2 separate regions of the Arachis hypogaea genome follow, and region 1 is linked to region 2. The links are chromatin contacts, called in public Hi-C maps. All regions are on one chromosome and are shown on one strand. Each heading gives the region's core, a stretch centred on a gene start, on an enhancer-like site or on the middle of the called end of the contact. The rest is flanking DNA. Distances are from core to core; before and after follow the strand shown.

The links. Hi-C and Micro-C count contacts between places; a contact is called where the count stands out from the background.
Region 1: a contact with region 2 is called in a Hi-C map of an unstated tissue, with 2.6 times the contacts expected there. The contact joins the promoter of LOC112796452 here to the enhancer-like site in region 2. A contact is called at or near these places in 2 of 8 Hi-C or Micro-C datasets (leaf and an unstated tissue).

What each region holds. Positions count from the first base shown.
Region 1 is chr4:19,837,101-19,842,694 of arahy.Tifrunner.gnm2.J5K5, reverse strand. LOC112796452 (protein LATERAL BRANCHING OXIDOREDUCTASE 1) reads left to right here and starts at 3,352. Exons shown (of 4, transcript XM_025838910.3): 1 at 3,352-3,750; 2 at 4,103-4,350; 3 at 5,370-5,594. The coding sequence starts at 3,454. LOC140184411 (a long non-coding RNA gene) reads left to right here. Exons shown (of 2, transcript XR_011881015.1): 1 at 1-662; 2 at 2,326-2,891.
Region 2 is chr4:19,746,605-19,752,822 of arahy.Tifrunner.gnm2.J5K5, reverse strand. No RefSeq gene overlaps it. Among protein-coding and RNA genes, the nearest start is that of LOC112796451, 13 kb to the right of the region's middle. Within about 2 kb of position 2,317, at least 2 of the 3 cell types and tissues checked have open chromatin away from gene starts, as enhancers often do.

The sequences.
Region 1 (5,594 bases), core at 2,103-4,602, 89 kb before region 2:
AAATAGAGATATATCAGTGTCAAACTAACATGCTATTTGAATTTTGGTAACATATTACGAATGTTTATTTTTATCATCAACATGCTATCTGAACAGATGAAGAGTTATTTATATTATTTTATCATTTCTTTTTAACATGATATGTTTACCAAACAATTTTCTTACGCTGATGAAAATGTAATTAATGTCATTAAAAAGTTGTGGTTCAGATTTATTTTTTCATAAACCGTGTCCGTTGCCACTGCAACAATATTTCAGTGATTTTTTCATTTTTCCGGCTTGTCAAGAAGAAGATGAAGTCTCGTCGCGAGAAAGAAAAAGTCATTTTTATTTAAAAACAGAACGGACCGAGGCCACATCTTTATTTGGAATCGAGTAGTGCAATACAAACAGCAACACTTGTGAAAGAAAGGCAAGAGAGGAAGACGAGATGGCGATGTGAGTACTCACCAAGAAGCACAGCTGCAGAAAGAGAGACATGATGTGTGAGCAGTGGAGCATATCAAAGCGTTGGACACAGTGATAGCGGACGAGCAGAAAGAGCAGGAAGAGAGGCATGATGTGTGAGCAGTGGAGCATATCAAGCGTTGGACACAGTGATAACGGACGAGCAGAAAGAGCGTGCAGTAGATCTGACGGTGAAGCTCAACGAAAGAGTTGGGGTAAGTTTGTGAGTAAAAATAACCAGATTTTTTTTGGAATTTCGAAATATAAAGATGTGATTAGTTAGGTTTTATACTCTAATAGTAAGCATATTTATTTTTTTAATAGAATATTCTATTATTTTAAATATATTTTTACAGTAAAAATTAAATTAAAAAAATTATAATATAAAAATTTAATTAAGACAATTTAAAAATTTAATTAAAAATTCGATAAATTAATTAATTCTACATATTATGGTATCATACATAACCAATGAAAAGACATGGTGAAACTTTAGTCTTCCAATATCCTCCAAATGCATTAATTAGGGGTCCTGGCCTGATTGGCAAATTATTTATTTATATATATTGGTGTCACAAGTCACAACATATATACTCACAAAAGAGAAAATTTTTTTTCTTAAATATCAATATAATTGTGTTTCTTATTGATATTTATTTTAACATTTAAACTCATTTTTTTTAACCTTTATATAAAAAATCCCATTAATACTCATTTTAAATTTCAAATGATACTTATTTTTTCAAAAAAAAAAAAAAAGACACACTAGGATGAATTATGATTTGAAACTTACTTACTACTGCTTCCCCCAAACTTTTCGCCATGTTAATCTCAGATGCATCCATCCTTAAATCAAAGCTTAGTAGTGAAGGTTGATCAGAAAATTATATATTTTGTACTCAATGATCACCTATTAAAGATATATATATTTTCAAACACATGTGTTTTTTTGGTTGCTCAAACACATCTGAGTTAGTCAATGTTATTTTGACATATATAAATAGTAAACAATAAATATGCACATTTCATGAATATATCAAGATATGCCTGTTGACATACATATCTAATAATTAATAAATTAATTAATCTACTAGTACTAATAATAGAGATATGAATGATACACAAAAATTAGTGTTCACAGAGAGAATAATTACCCATTTTCCATATATGAGATCTTAAATAAAATATTCAAACAAAATTGTCTCTAATAAAAAAAATGCATGCACATATATATTATTCTAAAAAATAAATAAATAAATAAATAAATAAATTTGATGCACCTAAAATTTAAAATATTTTATGATTTTTTAATCACATCTATTTTTTACAATTATTTCCGTTGTCAAAGTAAAAAACAGTTATTTTATTTATATGACACTACATAATTAAATATAAGTATAAAATTATTTAATCTGATAGTATTAAAATTAAATTTTAAAAAAATTAGAATAAATTAATAATAAAGATGAGTGTGTGGGTTAATTATTTTAGAAAGAGTTTTGCTAGGAAACTAAAAGGGGTTCAGTCAAAAACCTGCCAAACTTTTTAATGGGTTGGACTTCGAAATTCATCTTAATAAAAATAAGTTAATATACATCGATGTTTCTTCTGTTAAGTATTAGAATGTTTCTTTTTCATACTAAATAGATGTTCTTTTATATATTTTTCAAGTTTTTTTATTGCAAATGTGAATATCTCTATTTCTTTAAGAATTTTATAATTTTTTTTAATTCTATAAATATAAAATATAACTGGATATTTCTTTTGTTAAGCATTAGGATGTTTTTTTTTTCATATTAAATGGATATTTTTTATATTTCTGTAATTATTCAAGAACAACTCGTACTCTACCACTCATTCCTTAAACAATTTCTGAAGTTGAACCAAGTGCAAGGCAGAGACCGACTGGATGTGATGGAATCGCGATTTGACTGATTCGAAGGGAGATTGGATGTGATAGAATTGCGATTTGACCGATTCGGCCACGAAGAGCTGGTCTAGTTGAACAGTTTGGACTTTACGTTATCGGAACACCCAGTTAGAGAAGCAATCAGAGAATTGAACGGCTGGGATAGCATCTGAGTAGAGAGAAAGACTGAAATCAGAAGTTAAGAGAAAACGATTGTGAGGGAACTTGTGGCGGAGGGAGTGCTAGTCTCCACCGGAGCAAAACTCCATGACGATGCAAGAGAAGTGCGAGGCTTCGAACTCGGCCTAGAGGGTAGGGAGGAAAGGATGGTTCAGCATCTTGAGAATCCTTCTCTTCATTTCGGCTCTCTCTGTCTGAAGTGGATAGGTTAATATGGGAGAGAAGAGAAAGATTTTTATAGGCTTTAATTATGTTTACTTAATCAATTTTAAATTTTTTAATTTTAAATTTAAAAAATTTAAAAATAATTATTAATAATTATAATTAATTAAATTGTTCACTTTTTGGTTGGTCAGACATTTGGTTCTCTATACTTTTCCTTTTAGAAATGAAAAAAAAAATTGTATGTAATCTAGTATAATGGTTAGTTAGTGTGTTTTTTTCTAATATAAATTTTTATTTAATTTTTAATTTTAATTAACGAATCAGACCTCAAATTTAAAGAATAATAAAATTTATAGAAAAATCTAACTATCATATTTCATGGTGCATAAATCAGAGGATTTAATTTGTGTTGAAAGAAATTTTTTATTTCACTATAAAAATAAATCAGAAGATCCGATTAGCACACTTAAAAAAATTTTAATACTAAAATATAAATTGAAGAGACAGATTTATATGTTCAAAAAATAAATATGAGAGTAGATTTGTATGTTTAAAAAAAAACTAAAAACGAAAGTAACAAGTCTAAAGTCTCCACATAAATATAGAGCAACTTTTTTAACACGTGAGGAGTCCTAAAAATTCCACTATAAATAGAGAGTTGGTTTCGAGGGTAGGGTCATGATAAGAGCAATAACAGTAATAAGTGTTTGTTTAATTTATAAGAAAAATACTGCTCCAAAAATTGTATTTCAATGGCTCCAGTGCATATTATTTCTCCCATCAACGTTGGACACATTGATGATGTCATAGAACTTAGTAAGACTAAGCCAGACACTATTCCCCAAAGGTTTGTGAGAGACATTACAGAAAGACCAACAATAGCTACGTTAACTCCTAATAAAGCTCCCATCATTACTACTCCAACACATAATAATCATCACATGCCTATCATTGATTTCTCCAATCTTAGTAAACATAACACACATGAACTCTTCCTTCATGAGCTTCTGAACCTTGCAACTGCTTGTCAGAACTGGGGATTTTTTCAGGTAACAATCTACTGAAATTTAATTTGAAATTTTGAATACACACACTAAATTAAAACATATACTTGTTATTTTTTTTTGCTGTCTAACTTTTCCAGTTATAATATTTTGAGGATATTATTGTTATTGAAATTTAATTTTTATGCACTAACTTGGTGTAAAGAAATTTTATACAAATAATTAATTTTGTATTTATTATATCAGTAAAAATAACTAATTTTTACAATCTCTATTTAAACATTCATCTAAATGTATAAATTTAACTTGGTAATCGTAATTTTTTTTTATCAAAATTAAACTCTTATTATTATTAGTGTTTATGAAAATTAAAGTTGAGTATGGTGATTATTTTTAGGTGGTCAATCATGGTGTTGACCTCAATCTGATGGAGAGCATAGAGAAGATGAGCAACGAGTTTTTTATGCTACCTTTGGAAGAGAAACAAAAATATCCAATGCTACCTGGAACAATCCAAGGGTATGGACAGGCTTTTGTTTTTTCAGAGGACCAAAAGTTGGATTGGTGCAATATGTTGGCTCTTGCAATTGAACCTCAACATGCTAGGAATCCAAATCTGTGGCCTAAGAAGCCAGAAAAGTTCAGGTAACGACCCTAAATTAGTGGCTAAGACATGTGCATGAGTGGCAGTTTTAGTTGTTTCTTAAAGTCCTACACAGGATTCCATACCCAGCAATAGCTAAATTGTAGTGAAATTTGTTTGTGTGAATGGGGGTGTGTGTTTGAACCAAAAAAAAATCTTTAATTAATAATTGTCTCTTAATCTTACCCTTTTATTCCATTATCTTTTTAAAAATATATTTTGTGTATAAATCTATATTTATAGTGTAAGATATTGTGTTAATTTATATTTAGTTTATTATAAATCACTCCCACTTTATCTAATAATAAAATAGTATTCATTCGATATATGAGATAAGAACGAAGATAAATAATATATAAAATATATTTTACGTATATTAAAAACTAAAAATTTTTACTATTTTTAGCTATTGATCTCAGCTATATAACTATAGTTAATATTAATTAGTTAATTTTAGTATTTAGATTTATAATTTTAAGATTTAAGATTTATATATAATTTAGAATTTAAAATTTTAGATAAATAAATAATTTAAAAAAATTAGTTGATATTAGTTAAAAAAAATTTAGTTTTTTAACATCACTCATTTTATGATTAAGATCAACGATTAAAAACACCGAACCACTTTATTTTGTAGCATTTCCTAAAGGAAAAGTATAGGTTACCAACATATTATCCGCCAACTTCTGCCAACTCTTATTTATATTTGTGTTTCATGGAAGTGTGTTAGTAGATGTGTCTAATAATTAATAATTTTAAATACATATATAAAGAAACACATCCAGAAAATATATCTATAAAGACACTTCTATTAAACATAGTTATAAAAAAGATATTTTTATTAGACACATCCACGAACACACTTCCATGAAACACAATTATAAATAAGAGTTGGCAGAAGTTGGCAGATATGCTGTTGATAACGTAGCAGAACCGTTTCCTAAAATGCTTGCAATAGTATAATGCGTATCTTAATTACTTTATAAGATGCATGATTAAACAGTCATGTGCGTGGTGGCAGTGAAACATTGGAAGAGTACTCAAGAGAAGTAAGGAAGCTATGTGAAAATCTGGTAAAGTACATAGCAATAGGACTAGGTTTGAAAGAAGAGGCGTTTGATTCAATGTTTGGGGAGGCAGTGCAAGCAATAAGGATAAACTACTACCCAGCATGTTCAAGACCTGAGCTTGTGATGGGTCTGAGCCCCCATTCAGATGGAAGTGCTCTCACTGTGCTTCAGCAAGC
Region 2 (6,218 bases), core at 1,068-3,567:
GTAAATATAAGTGAGATAGAAAAGGATAAAAAATTCAAAACATTAAGAAAACCAACCAACATTCCAGATTAACAATGGCGACGACCAAGACCGAAGAGGCGAGGAGAAGCAGCTTTGGCCAGACGGCAGACCCAGAGATAACAGAGGAGCAGCGCCGATGGCCAAGAGCCCAAAACCGACGAGCAGCAGCGACGATGGCTAGACGAAGTAGTGGCAGTGGCAAATACCCAGGAGGACAGATCAAGGTACAGTGGCGAGTCAGCAAGACAACTATGATAGGAGTAGCCGAGGACGAGGAGCGGTGGGACGGTGGTGCCAGACTGCCAGGTGCGAGACTGCGAACTCAGAGCCTGACGATGAGATGGCAGCGAGACGGCGTGACTCGTGAGCGTGAATGTGAGTGGACAGCAACGGGCCAACAGTGTCGGTGATAGCTACGACAACGGTGCCGAATAGGGACGCCAAATGCAGTAGGGTTGGGAGCGGCTAAGACCTAGGGCCTGTGGCTGTGTGTGGATAGTGTGGTCACTAGTGGTATACTGCATTGGTGTGAGTGTGTTGTGTTATGTCCGAGTTTCAGAGAGTGAGCGGAATTAGGGTAGAGTTTCTTTTGGGTCGGGTTGTGCTTTTGTTTTTTTCAAGAATTTGAAAAAGAAAACGCCCCTGACAAAAAAAATGTTGGGCTCGCCGAAGAAACCCGCTCTACCTGCCGAAACCCACCAAAGTCCATGGTTTAGGCAATGCGGGTTAGACGAGCTTTTTAGGTATGGTGATTTCAAATTTTTAGTTTAACTCGCTTTTTTGGTAAGTTATACGGGTTGGACCGGCGAATTTTAACATGCTTATTATCTTTGCTGCCTATTTTGTTATTCTGATAATAATATATTAGAAAATAGAGCAAGTAGAAAAAAAAAGAAAGAGATAAAAGAAGAGAAAGAGTGAAAAAAAAGTTTCTAGTTTTGAAAAAAATTTATTTTAATTATAATAAAAAAATAATATGTGACATATTTTAATTATAAAATTAATAATATATAAAAAAAATAATTAAGCATGCATCATGATCCTTGCCAGCTACACCAATTCTCTACTTAAAGAGGAGGAAGAAATAAGGCAAATCATGTGGACTGTGGAACACTTCCACACAAACATTTTATATTTTTTCTTAAAAAAAATTAACAAACAAAAAGTGGACAAAATCATTGGTTGGCTTGTCCTATAGGTCCAAATACTAAGACGAAGAGGGGAGAGCTTTTCCTTTGTCATCACTCATCACTCGTCAGTCCCACATATCTCATTTATGAGTGTTTTGGTTTGTTGATTTGGTGCTGCCAATTCACAATCACTCCCTTTCAGTCCTAAATAATTATTTATTTAAATAAACTACTATGTTAAAAAGATAATATTTAGTTTTGTACTATTTTGTCTGAATATATAATTATTTGGGACCAAAAGATAATAATTAAAGAAAAAACTTGTAGATGATCATGCTCACTATTGTATGCAAAAAAAATATACTCTTTCTGTTTTTTAGATTAGTACCAACTTGTGACTTTTCATTTGGACTTGAGAAATTTTTTTTTAAAAGATATTAGAGTTATAAAGATTATAAAATTATCTTTGAAAAATAGGAGTCTTACTAAAAAGAAAAATAGTAATATTACATTAATTTGTTAAGTAAATACCTATTTGTAAAAGAATAAAATTTCAGAAATTAGACATTTATTCGAAATCGGAATGATTCCTTTAATTGGTGATACAACATTGTAGTCGATCAAGTAATTCAAGATGACAAAGAAGCACAACGAAAGGAGGTTATAAACTTATATATAGTGTGTGCATTATTGTAGATGAGAGGTTTGATTTGATCTATAAAGTTTGCACACTTTTGTAAAATTGTCGTGTTTATATGTCGAATATATATTAGATATGATATTTGTTCAACATACATATTTTCTATGTCTAATTATGTTTTAATAAAAAAAATTAAATATATTTAAATATTATTATTTGTCAATGTATTTAATTTTATTTTTAATATATATTTTTAAAATAAATTTAAAAATAATATATGTTATTATTTATCAAAAAATATTTTAAAATTTTTATATCATTAAAAATAATTAAAAATTAATTTATATTATAAATTATTCAAAAAATAATTTATATTTTATAATATATTTTTATGTCTTATCAAAATTTAAAATTGGTAAGTCACCAAAAAAAAAAATTAAAATTGGTAGGTTGATATAAGTTCCATGTCCATGTTAGTCTCTGTGCATTATAGGGTCTGATGCATGAATGATGAATGTAGTAAAAAGGTGCAACAATCAAATCCAATGAGCTCATGCTCATCAGTGGAAAGAATAAAAAATTAAAAATAAACAAAAGATACAGCCTTTAGTGTTGTTGGAATATGACACATTGACTAACTGCCCCACTATCAGACAAGGATGTGGGGGTATAGCTCTGTGGGTCCATGCTGGGAAACCAAAATTTTGCTTCCAGACTTCTACAATTTAAAATTAAGAAAGAAAAAAAACTTAAATTAGAGGTATAATTAACTCATCCGAACTGTTAAACAAGTATCGGTTTAAATCTTATCTTATATATATTAGTTTATTGGTTAATAATATAAAAAAAATTACTTATTTGCAAACAAATATGTTGTACCTAACTTGTTTATCAAATGTGAAGGAAACTAATATATATGAAAACCAAATAATTAATTTGGAAGGAATTTCGTCCTCTCTTGGTTTGTAGGAGAGTTAATCCAAAATTTGTTTGAAACATTGGGATTTTTTAGTGCATTTTCATTAAACTACTTATTTTAAAAATTTAAAATAATTCTTAAAAATACATAAATAATTATATCTTTTAACACGTATATATTAACATGCACAGTAATTACATTTAGCAATTTAGTTTGTCATTCTCTAAACGTGACGGGACAAATAACCAAGGAACCTTGGGAGTTTATTCTCGAAACCAAATTTTCCATTCTCAGCTACCATAGTGGATCATGCCCAACTTCCTTTCTCAGTCTTACGAAACGTGGAATCCAACACCTAGATCTAATTTTTTAGCCCCTTAAGTTATAATTCACAATTGACTTGAATATGATGAATACACCTGAGGAACTTGACTATAATAGCAGGGAAGTTGTGTAGCTAATTAATGATAAATGCTTGTTCGACGTTGATATCATGGTACCAATAAACTCTAAACCCTATACCGTAACTTTAATAAATAATAACACCCACCCGCTCTAGTACTCAGTTTTTGGTAAATGAGGCCCAACTTTGATATTTAAATATATAAGCCATTTATTTTCACCTTTAAGTTTTCTTAGGTTTAGTTTGATAAAATTTTTATTTTTTAAAAATAATTTATAAAAATTAATTTTTAAAAGAGTTTTTTAAAAATGATAGCATTTATGTTTGTTAAATCAAATTAAAAATAGTTTTTAATAAACACAAACAATAATTACATTTGGTAAAATAATTTTTAAAATTTAAAAATACTATGATAGACATAAATGCAAGTATTAAACTTAAAAATTAGTTAACATACGAGATTATATTAGATTTTTAAATTTTAAAAAGCACAAGACAAATTTAAAAAACTCTATCTTAGGTACTTTTAAAAGTATTCCTATCTTTTAAAAGTTGTAAGTACAAGTACATGGTCTTTTTGATTTACTAAACACAAAATGAGAAACTTGAGTTTTTAAAAAACATAAACATCTCTTCCAAAAGTTTTACCAAACCAAGCTTTAGTTGTGTAATTGATACTCACTTTTCTATGTTCAAAATGACAATACTAGTAGCCATAATAATGATTGCATAAAATGATAACCCACTACAGAATAACTGAGTGCTACACAAGTGTGTATGTGTTTTTCTTGGTCCTTTTTCAATTCTTAGATTTTCGAACGTGCAAATAGCATGATGTTATATTCGCCATTTTGAGCAATATGTGTGTCATTGAGTTTGAGAAAGGTGAGTTCTACAACTACTAGTGGAGGGGTCCCATTGACCAACCCTGAGTAAATTATTTGAACGTCGCATTAGGAAGCATTGAAACAATGATTGAATAATTTGCAGATTTTAGAGCATGTACAACCGTTGGGGGAGATGAAGTGCTTAAGCTATAGGAGGAATATCCAAGTTCATCAAGGAACTCGCTACTAGTGCTTTCTTGGGTCAGGCCAGTGTCAAGGGGAATAATGCAAACCGTTTATATTGCTTCATTCACTGGTAATTGACACCAATATTAGGTTTGGTGAATTTGTTCAAGTTCCATTTGTAGCACTTTCTAGTGTCTCCTCCCTTGGCATCAGTACTACAAGTGGGTCATTTTTATCTCTTTCCCACCACTATGCGTACTGTGTCCCCTCCAACTTCCCTAAGATTTTTTTTTTGTTTTTTACGATATTTTTTAACCTGACAAATTAAAAATTAATTTACTGCAAATTTAAACTTCATTTAAGGATCTACCATTAGCCAAAGAATTACTGCATATACAAAACATAATTTGAAGCCCCGAAACTTGCTTAAACGGATGAGTAAGCTAACTACTCGACAACCCAAATTGATTAACTTCCCTAATATATTTTTTTTTTGGTATTAACTTCCATGCAACTTCAAATTATTTGGTGAAAAATATGAGATCAAAGTTGATTCTTTTCATCGGTTCAAGAGGAACTCCCTTGACGCACTTATATTTTTCTAGAACACATCTCATGGGGCATTGATTTGTCCACAAATGGAGCCAACATTGAGACCATAGCGAGACACTAATGGAAATGGAGCCAACATTGAGAATCTATGATTAGACGCCCATGATATTCTTAAGGTTTTTTCGGGAGGTATATACCTCTAAATATCTGTGTTCATTTAGATGTGGTCTGTAAACTAATCTAGTATAAATTAAATGCCAATTTCTAAATTTTAGCATCTCTTTGGTTTCTATTTCCATTTTCAATTTTTCTGTTTTGAAAATTTTAAAAAAATAAAAAAATAAAAACAATAAATTTGAATATGTTAAATTTGACCAATTATACCCTGATTGATTATATAACCTATTTTTTCAGTCCTATTTAATACTCTTCTAATAATACTACTATCAATGCTAAATACAATTTGTAATTTTTTTTAACTTAAATATTTTTCAATCATTTTCTTAATCTATATGCGCACATAAACTAAAAATGATTATGGGAGTAGTATTTAACATTGTCTAACAAGATTCCCACCTAAAATGTTAGAAGTTAAAACAATAATACTGTAGTAAAGATGGTGGTAGTGACAATAGATGTGGTAGTAGCAGCCATGGCGATTTGGCGAATAGCTAACAACCACAACCAACTATTGCCAATAGCGAACAGCCAACAGAAATTCATTATGTACCTTCCTGATCAACATAAAGCTAGAAAGGTGGAGGAAGCGGCAGCATGGCAAAAGCAGATGCAGTGGGAGAAGGAAGGGGAGAGGGAGGGGGGAGGTGAAGGAGCCTGAGGTAGGGGGAGGAGAAGCATCAGGGAGGAATGAGAAGGAAAATGGTATGAGCAACAGAGGCGGTGTGTTGGTGAAAGGGAGGGTAGAAGTGGAATTTTAAAAATATTTAAAGACATAACTGTAACTAAAATCTGCATCTCATGTCTAATTTTCATATCTCAACATTTTGGAATACCACAAAATACATGTATTTTGTGTATTGAGTAAACTACCATTTCTACCTACGAAAGTTAAAAACGTTGACATATCTATTCATGGAAAAAGAAAATTACCATTTGTATCCATGAAATCCCCAAATTATCTTACCATTTCATAGAGATGGGTTATATTAGAAGGTAATTTGGAAATTTCAATTTTTTTTTTGGATTTGGATAGTTTTGTTAGCAAAAATTCATGTTTCATGGGTACAAATGGTAATTTCCTTTTTTTATGGATAGGTATATCAGTGTATTCAACGTGAACAAAAATAGTAATTTACTTGTGTATGTGTGTCTCAAAAATTATATGCTTCAACAAACAACCGACATGTGCTAATGTGCTATCATGTCTATATCTAGTGGACATGGACACCAAAACAAAAGAAGCCATAATTCTTCAGAATCGGTAACAAATCATTATTAAGGGGAATGCTATTTGAACCATCAATTAGTTCATCTAATATAGAATAAAATCTACATCATTACAAAAAAAGAAAATCACCTA